Linked DNA regions of Sus scrofa: region 2 is linked to region 1. A link is a contact called in public HiChIP or PLAC-seq data. All regions are on one chromosome and are shown on one strand. The core of a region is the stretch at or near the end of the contact, and the rest is flanking DNA. Distances in the headings are between cores, read along the strand shown. Region 1 has its middle 28 kb from the start of CALM1. Region 2 overlaps TTC7B (tetratricopeptide repeat protein 7B).

Region 1 (4,381 bases), core at 731-3,230:
TTCCTGATGGATATTGCTGAAGAGTGCCTTGCAACCAGGGCCAGTCCAGCCACAACACTGTTTAGTGATAGGCTGAGCTGAGCACAAAAACCACCTCCCGACCCTCCTCAGGTTGCTCTCAGTAGCATCAGGCAGCTCTGGGGGTCGGGTGCTGTCCCCACTTTGCCACCCCTCCTCAGTTCCCCCATAACACACTTATGTCCATCCAAGAGCAGACTGAGGCCCTGAATCAAGACTTTATTAGAAGCCCTGGGAGGACACGGGGGAAATAAGCGGTTGCCTCTGCCTGGCCTGCTGACTTCCGTTCTCTCCAGAGCCCTCAGGCCCCATCCCAGCCCCAAGGGACTCTGAGCCATTGCCAGGAATCCACCCACCTCCTGCTCCCCTCTCCTGCCTTGGGAGCCTTCCCCACACAGGTGGGGCGCCTCCAGGAAGCCACCCAACTCTCCTTCACGAGGGAATTGCCACACTTCAGTCCCAAGGCCCAGAGGAGGAAAAGAGCCACCACAATTCTAAGCCGCCTTCGTCCTGGTCCCTCTTCTTCTCCCATCGGCATTTCCTGGAAGCTTACATCTCATCAGGCCTCATGCTCAGAGCATTGAAGTTTAGGGTCAAGAGACCTGGATTCAAATCTTGGCTCTGCTACGAACCACCTGTGTGACCTCTGGAGAGTCACTTCGCCTCATGCTCTGGCAGTAAATGGGGACAACAATGGCTTCCCTCCCAGAGCTTCAGGGGAGGGTCCCTTAAATGCTGAGGGGAAACTGGTGTCTCAGGGCTAACAATACCTGCCCAGTTGGGCATTTTAGTTCTCTCTGGAATTGGATGGTGTCTCAGAGCAGGCGGTGGAGCCTCAAAAGGCGCCCATTGGTTTGCCAGCACCTCGTTAAGGCTGCCCATGGAAAAACCAGCCATGAATGGCTCCCTCCCGTTCCCGGGGAGAGAGGGGAGAAGGCGCACAGTACTGTCCTGGCCCTGGAATCTGCACAGGAAAGCCTCGTCCCATTGGGCACTGCTCTGTTGCGCCTTGCTTTTAGTAAGGGGGTAGCAACCGTGAAGTCAGAGCAGCCAGCTCTGTTCCTGTTAATTAAAAAAAAAAAAAAAAAAAAAAAAGAGGGAAGCCCATTAGAGAGATGGAGAGAAAGAGGAGGAGACAGGGACCCAGAGAGGGAGACAGACAGAATGGTCCACAGGGAAAGACTGAGGCATCCAGGCAGACACACAGAGACACAGAGACACGGGAACTCCAAGACAGTGGGGACAAAGGGAGGAGAGGAGCATTGTAGGGGCCGTGTCCAAAAAACCGAATATTAATAAGAAAAACAAAAAGCAAAACTTGCCTCACTCGCTGCTGCAGCTCGGGTCACTGCTGTGGCTCGCGTTCCATCTCTGGCTCAGGAATTCCATGTGCCGTGGGCACGACAAAAACAAGCACACTGGTCTCACTGCAAGTTTAATGCCTTCCACGTCCTGTCCCTGAGGTTTCTGGAGCAGCCCTGAGAGCTCAGGGGGCAGTGGGTGGGTAACCCCCAGCTCCAGCCTGGGGTTGCCAGTGTCCAGCAGCAGCTGGCTGGGGGCTGCTTCTGCTCTGGAATCCCCCTTCTTCTGAGCTCAGCCTGGGCACTGCCCGGTCCTCTGCCGTTATCAGTTGGGTCCCCTGCAGTGCTCCTTCTTCCTTGGTCTGACCCCTCCATCCAGCCTTGGGCTCCAAATGCACCTTCCTTACTTCTGGGACAGCTGGGACCATGGGTGACTCGCATACTTGGGGCCACATGCCTGGGACTGAATCAGGCTCCTCCTTCCTGGCTGTACAACCTCATTTCTTACCCACTGAGTGCGATACCCACACCTGCTGAGCGCTTAGTTAACGGTGGGGCGTTAAGAAGACGTGGGGCCAAGCATGCGGGACCCGTGATCTCCTCTTGGCTCTGCCTCATGCTCAAACAGGTCACTTCCCTCTTTGGGGCTGTTTTCCTAAATGTGAAAGGAAAGGATTGAAGTGAATGGTTTTGCAACTTTTTGATGGCAAGTCACCATGAGCAAAGGATTTTTACATCGCAGTCCAACAAACACATGGATGCTTATGTAACTGAAACAAACTGGCAAAAACCAACACTCACCCTGACTGTGTGTGATGCCCTTGCAGATTGATTTCATGCAGTTTGAAGAGCATTGGGCGAGGATCCACAGAGGCCCCCGACAGGGAAAAGGGACCCCCATCAGCCAGGACTTTGTCCCTTGCACCACCCAGCCCTCCTGCCTCAATCAGAACAACCCAGCTCTTCTGTGTTTTATTCAGTGGGCTTCTCTGTAAGGTTCAGTTGGGGGAAAGTGTTCTCTGGTTAGACTCTCAAAAAAAAAAAAAAAAAAAAAAAAAAAAACAAAGAAAGAAAGAAAAAATTAATACTGACTGGACTGGCAGATATTTGGTGATTTCAAGCTTTGATGTTCTATGATTCTGTGGTTTGAACTGAATTGAGCAAAGTGAAAGCCAAAAGAAACATTTCCATGAAGAGACAAAATTAGAATTATTATTGCACATGGAGAGAAGGCCCTGACTGGTTTCAAGTAAACAGATGATTATTGTGTATTAAGTAAAATGATTACTTTTATCAAGTGCCTTCTACATTCTGGTACCATAACCATTACTCATTGTGATCAAACTTGTGAGGAGGGGCTTCTTATACCCATTTTATAGACAAGGAAACTGAGACTCAGAGACCCAGAACTTGCCCAAGATGACAGAGCCATGGGAGTTCCCTTCATGGCACAACGGAAATGAATCCAACTAGGAACCATGAGGTTGCAGGTTCAATCCCTGGCTTCACTCAGTGGGTTAAGGATCTGGCATTGCCGTGAGCTGTGGTGTAGGTCACAGACACGGCTCAGATCCTGCATTGCTGTGGCTGTGGTGTAGGCCAGCAGTTGCAGCTCCAATGGGACCCCTAGCCTGGGAACCTCCATATGCTGTGCGTGTGGCCCTCAAAAGACAAAAGACAAAAAAAAAAAAAAAAGAAAGAAAGATGACAGAGCCATGAGGAGCATCTCTGCTAAGAGGAGATTCTCCTGAGCAAGAGAGAGCAGCATAGGAGGCCTCCAGGAGGCTCAGTTTTCTCCTTTATGAAACAGAGGAATCCTAGCACTCACCTCTCAGGGGTGTTGATGGAGAAAATGCAAGTGCCTCGCTCATAATATTTGCTCAATAAATGGTGGCTATGGGGTTGTGATTCTTCCATTTGAAAAGCTAAACCCCACCCACAAAACACCCGCGCCCCTGCTTCGGACACACACACACACACACACACACACACACACACACACACACACCCCACACACACCCATATGCTGGTACTAAAATCCCACTCTATAGCTCAGTCTCCAGGAGACAGACAACGATAAACAAAGGCTTTAATAAAACAAACATCAAAGTATGAAACTGCTGGTACAGCTTTTAACAAAATTTCTTAAAGGATGTGAAAAATAAATAAATAAAAGGACTTGTCCACGCCTCCCCTCCCCCTCAATACTCCCCAGCCCCCTCGCGATGACAGGTCCAAAGAGAAAGGAAGACCCTTTCCTTCCAAAGCGGGGATCCAAGTCCCCACATCTCTGCAGTGGAACCCATCATAGAGATCTCCCCACTGCATCCTCTAGCCCATTTTACAGGTGAGGAGACTGAGGCACAGTCCTACCCCATGCCCATGGAAGAGCTGGGCCCAGAACCACAGAAACTTTCGAGCCTTAATACCTTCCAAAGTAGGGCTTTCCTAAACACCCAGGGGATTCCTGTTCACCTTCATGCCATTGGTGCCAGGGTGTAAGCTCAACCATCCCCCAGCTTCCTAAGAGCCTTCAGCTCACCTCTGCCTGCAGAGAGGAGCAAGGCAGATTTTCCTGCCAAAATGGCCAGCCTGCCTTGTGCTGTCTCATCAGAGACTCCAAACTTGGACAATAATAATTACCAGCCCAGTTACACGGACGGGGGTGCACAAGTGTTTGCAGGCAAGCGTCCTTCTTTGCCAGACTGTGAGCTCGTAGAGCACAGGAACGAGTCCTTCCAGCCATACAATCTGGGGCAGGTTGCTATACTCTCAAAGGCTTCATTTCCTCATTTATTTTCATAGAAATGCAGGAGAAATCAATAAGATAATACATATAAAGAGCTGAGCATGATATCTGGAACCTAGCAAACACTTAATAAATGTTCATTATGATGATGATTATTTTACTGAATTTGTTATCATCTGTATCCTCATCGCCTAACATGTCACAGTGCCTGGCAAAAACACAGATGTTCTGTAAACTTATAGGACCAAAATATATCAGGAAGAGGGTCACTCATTAATCACCTACTATCTATGAAATTTCTACTAAGGTCTTG
Region 2 (4,381 bases), core at 1,226-3,725, 180 kb before region 1:
AATGAGTGTCTAACTCAATGAATTAATATAAAGGGAATTAGTTATTCTTGTGATCACCGCCCTGCTCCGGAGACAGAACCCTGCCGGCCACCTGGGATTCTTCATGCGCCCCTCCCAATCCAGGCACATGGAAATTAAGAGAAACTTTCTTAGGAGAAAACACTACCCTGACTGTTATAGCACTCCTTTTCTTTTTCTTTCTTTATCATTTTGCTATAGCCTATTTTCCATCTTACCCTAAATCATTCTTTCCTCTGCCCTAAAACATCAAAGACCCTGGCGTAGTTTAGACTATCAGTTGATTTTCCATAGTGGATTTTTTGCTACTTTTTCACGTATACATGACACCCTGGCCATACCCAGAACGTGTTTTTAACTCTACAGTAGACTTTCAGTGAAGTGTAAATTTAATGCTATATATTAACCCACATGAATTCTTCGTTTGGACCTTCCCCTAATGAGCCCTGTCACTTTGAGCGAGTTGCATGACCCTGTTGGGTCTCGCCTGTATTCATGGTTCACTTGGGTCACCTCCCCGGGTCCCTCTGGCTCACGCACCATGGCTCTAAGTCAGCCGTGGCTCACAGCTCCATCAGCTCTCTGGGCAGCCTGCCACATCCTCAGCGTGACGTCAGGATGGGCTCTGCTCTATTGGACTGGGTCAGTAAGGGTCATCTCCATTGCAGCCATCAACAGGTCCCTCTAGGACGTTTTCTGTGGTCCCAGTAAAAAGGACGTTTTTAGTCCCTCCAAGACTCTCAGCTGCCATTTCTCATGTGCTGCAGACAGGGGGCGTGTTGAGCTGATTTTCCAGTATCAGTGCCGGGTTTGCCTGGTCTGTCCCTTGTGTTCACATCAAGGTTTTAGAGGTCTTGGCCATTTCCACTGCCAATCAAAGTGGCCTTTCATGGCATCAGGCTGGTGTCGTTGGTTCTCAGTGCCAGAAGGAACTCTGAAGGCCGTCTAATCCACACCATTGGTGCTGGAATCTGTTCTATTCCATTCTGGCAGAGCCATTCTTTACCCATGAATTACATGCCTACACTTGAGAATGTTTTCCCCTCTGAGGTTCTCAGCTGGTCTTTGGAAGATGGGCCCCTATTCCTGGGGGTACCAGCCAACTCACACGCTTCCCTTGGCCTGGTTCCACAGTTATGCCCAACAGGTGCAAGGGCCTCTGGCCACCCTGGCCTTCGTTTCCCATCCTTTACAGCTCCTGGGACAGGACTGGGCACACAGGCACCCAGAATTTGTTGCTTGTAATCCAGTTGGATGTACAGTTTTGGGGGTGAGTTGTGTATTTGTCAAAAACTCCCTGATCTCCCATGCCACTGACTAATTGAACCCTTTTCTTAGCTTCTTTGCGAGGGATGCAGGAGGTCCTACAGAGAAAGGCGCTTCTTGCATTTCAGAGGTGAGTGGGAGTTCATCTTTTCACTCGGCTGTACATAATGACACCAAAGTATGAGAAGTATAAAAAGAAGAGATATTTATAAAGATTATGTAAACAGTGTTTTACCCCTGGGAGCCTTTCCTCTTGAGCACTGAGCATACCATGTAAAACTTGCTGCATCACTTGTTGCCATGTAAATCTGCTCTCTGAATCTGTTTATTCATCCAGGCACATTTTATTCATCCCTAATACAGCGATCGCAGCTCGAAGACAGATAGTCTTTTATGTCTAGGGAGACGATTCCCTTTTATCACAAACATTTTTCATCATCTGGAAAAAGGATCATTCTTTGCTAGCTTTTTTTTTTTTTAACATGTCAAACTGCAGATGTTTATATTAAGAAATGAAAAGGCCAGATTTTAGGACAGTCTCCGAAATAGTATGTAAGACAGATAGTCTGGCCAGCAAGTCCAAGCCTGCTCTCTGTCCCCACCCTGCCTCATTAATACCTTAGACTCCTCTCTGTCACTGCACCTTTTATGAAATTAGGAAATGGCCTTATAATTAGAGGATGCCTGAGTGTCACAGTGCTCTCCACACCCCACACCATAAGGTGGACGGAACGAGTCGTGTGTTCGCTGCAGGTGTGGGGCTGAGACGCAGGGATGAAGAGTCAGTCATGTGGCGATTGAGGTCGGGATGGAGTCAAGGTCTCCTGACTCTGCCCAGCCTTTCTGGTACCTGCCCCCCCCGACCCTGCCCTCCCTTTATGCTCATCGCAGGCATAAGCGGTCACCAACACGAATCATTGCCTGAAAGCACAGCCCTGCAATGTCCAGTCTCGGATTGGTATTGATCCTGTCACCCTAAATACGTCTGAGTTACATTGAATTCTTGGAATCATACTAGAAACTTAGTTACTGATCCAAAAATGTCACGAGGTCCCCTCAGGACCTAGTAGCCACTGTTAGATTTCTATCTCAGAATGAGGGCTGCCTGCAGATTTGTCACAGCGTCTGTGGGCCTTTTCTCACGAAACCACGATCGTTTGGTTTCGGTTAGCCTGAGCCACTTTCGTCTCTTTTTCTTTCACTTCCCAGCAGGCTTGCCGATGGCTCCGTCACGTTGCCAGTCCCAGACTGGTTAGTGACAGAAAGTACCAACTGACATCTGCAAACAGATCTCCTTTCTCTGTGCTCAGTTTTTGTTGATGCTCTCCATCACGGAGTGTGGAAAGCATTTCCATTTCAAATGATTTGGAGTTTTAAATTTTCCAGTCCTAGTTTGTAAAACCCACACACGGATGCCTAAGAAAGTGGTCATTACATCTGTTTCACTTTTCTTAAATCAGCACATCTTACTGGCTCTCTAAAAACAGCCAGAGTGGTGGTCTGCCTTGAGCCGCAGAATGCATAACTTCCCCTTACATAACAGCTGTTCCATTGGCCTGAATTTCTTTTCGTTTCTCTTTTGCTTTGTTTTTCATTCAAAGGGATTTTTAAAAAATATTAGTTCGTGTGGAATAAAGGGTAATGAAATCCTACTGACCTATGTGATTATATTGGGGAAGGCTCACTAAATTATTATTTATACAAAATGAAGTATATTTTTCAAAGGAATAAAAACATTTGTTTCAAGTACACTTTAGCTAGAACTACCCTGTGCCCTGTAGACCTCACAAAAAAATCTGTCAGGGAAAGATTTTAAGTGAACAGGAATGATTTCTATTGCTTCTTAAATGTAAATGGATATGTAAAACTCACTTGGACCAGACATACTTTTTTTTTTTCCTACGTATTTTAAATCTTCTCACAATTCTGTTAATACTCTTGTTTGGCAATTTTTGTTTAAAAAGAAAACAGTGTAACTCACATAGGGGTGGAACTGCAGATGTAGCGTGTGAAACTTAACTCTTAATTATGACTGGAGTCAGAATTCGGAAAGGTTTGCTCTCTCCTGGATTCAGAAAGGTGATTTTTGAAGACATTCCAGTTGTATGATTGCATCTTAATAATGAGACTCTTGGCTGTTCTACACTCATAAGCTCAGCCCAAGAGGCTGAGCCCATTGGTTTGTCCTGTACAGAAGTATAGAGAAGAAAAACATAGTATTGTGTGCAAAGCTTTCTAAGATTCTGGCTTGATCTGAGTGGTGGCTCCTGGGGTCTCTGACACCCTACAGAGAAAAGCAAGGCTGGAAACAGGCGAGCATGTCTCGGTGACTTGCCCCCAAAATGCAGGAATCTGGCTGCTCCATGAAGGAGAGGTGGCATAGTGTCACTGGGGTTTGTTGCTCAGTGTGGTAGAGGGGACACAATCTTACACTCTTAGTTATTTTCCTCTCCCACTCCCAGCTCAAGTTCAAGTTTGAATGTGGTTGCGTTTTTTGGGTCTGCAGTGACCGGCCATCCCAGTGTGTTGGGAACTGAGCAATTTCCCAGAATATGGGACTTTCAAGGCAAAACCCAGAAAAACACTGGGCAAACCAGGACAGTGGGTCATCCTATGTGTAACTAATGGGAAGTTCCTGAGTAATAGTTTTCAGCAGGTTTGCTCGAATCCCACGTCCACTGTAAACAGGACTGAGGATGACGTCAAGGAAAATTAATTAAATAAGGCAGCAGAGGGATATGGTGGAGAGACCAGGCCTCAGATTTTCACTTCTGGCTTCACCTCTTTTGCTGGATGTTCTCGAACAAGATGCTTACTAGAAGCTGCTTCATGAATTGTGGTTGTTAGTGTTACAATATTCATGTCTTGTGGGCCAGGTTCAAAACTGATCAGCTTTCTCCGTACTTTCTTCATCTCTAGAGGATGTTGGAGTCTAGGAAAAGGATGAAGTGGACCTTAAGGCATTCTAAGTTTTTGCCAAGTGGTCTGGGAGGCCTGTCCCATGCTCTCCAACAGCAGCCTGGCATGCCTCTCTCAGGGTACTGCCCCCACTGCGCTGTAATGATCACTTTGGGTCTCCCCTCTCCATAGCATTGTG

Evidence for each region. HiChIP or PLAC-seq counts read pairs in DNA pulled down with a chosen protein or histone mark.
Region 2: a contact with region 1 is called in an H3K27ac HiChIP or PLAC-seq map of alveolar macrophages. The contact joins two enhancer-like sites. A contact is called at or near these places in 2 of 2 datasets of contacts at active chromatin or transcription factors (alveolar macrophages and skeletal muscle).

Annotation. Positions count from the first base shown.
Region 1 is chr7:112,186,945-112,191,325 of Sscrofa11.1, reverse strand. No RefSeq gene overlaps it. Among named protein-coding and RNA genes, the nearest start is that of CALM1, 28 kb to the right of the region's middle. Within about 2 kb of position 1,980, at least 2 of the 83 cell types and tissues checked have an H3K27ac peak or open chromatin away from gene starts, as enhancers often do. A contact at or near this core is called in alveolar macrophages, where this site is marked.
Region 2 is chr7:112,367,820-112,372,200 of Sscrofa11.1, reverse strand. It overlaps TTC7B (tetratricopeptide repeat protein 7B), which reads left to right. Exons shown (of 20, transcript XM_021099609.1): 13 at 1,357-1,414. Among named protein-coding and RNA genes, the nearest start is that of TTC7B, 150 kb to the left of the region's middle. Within about 2 kb of position 2,475, at least 20 of the 83 cell types and tissues checked have an H3K27ac peak or open chromatin away from gene starts, as enhancers often do. A contact at or near this core is called in alveolar macrophages, where this site is marked.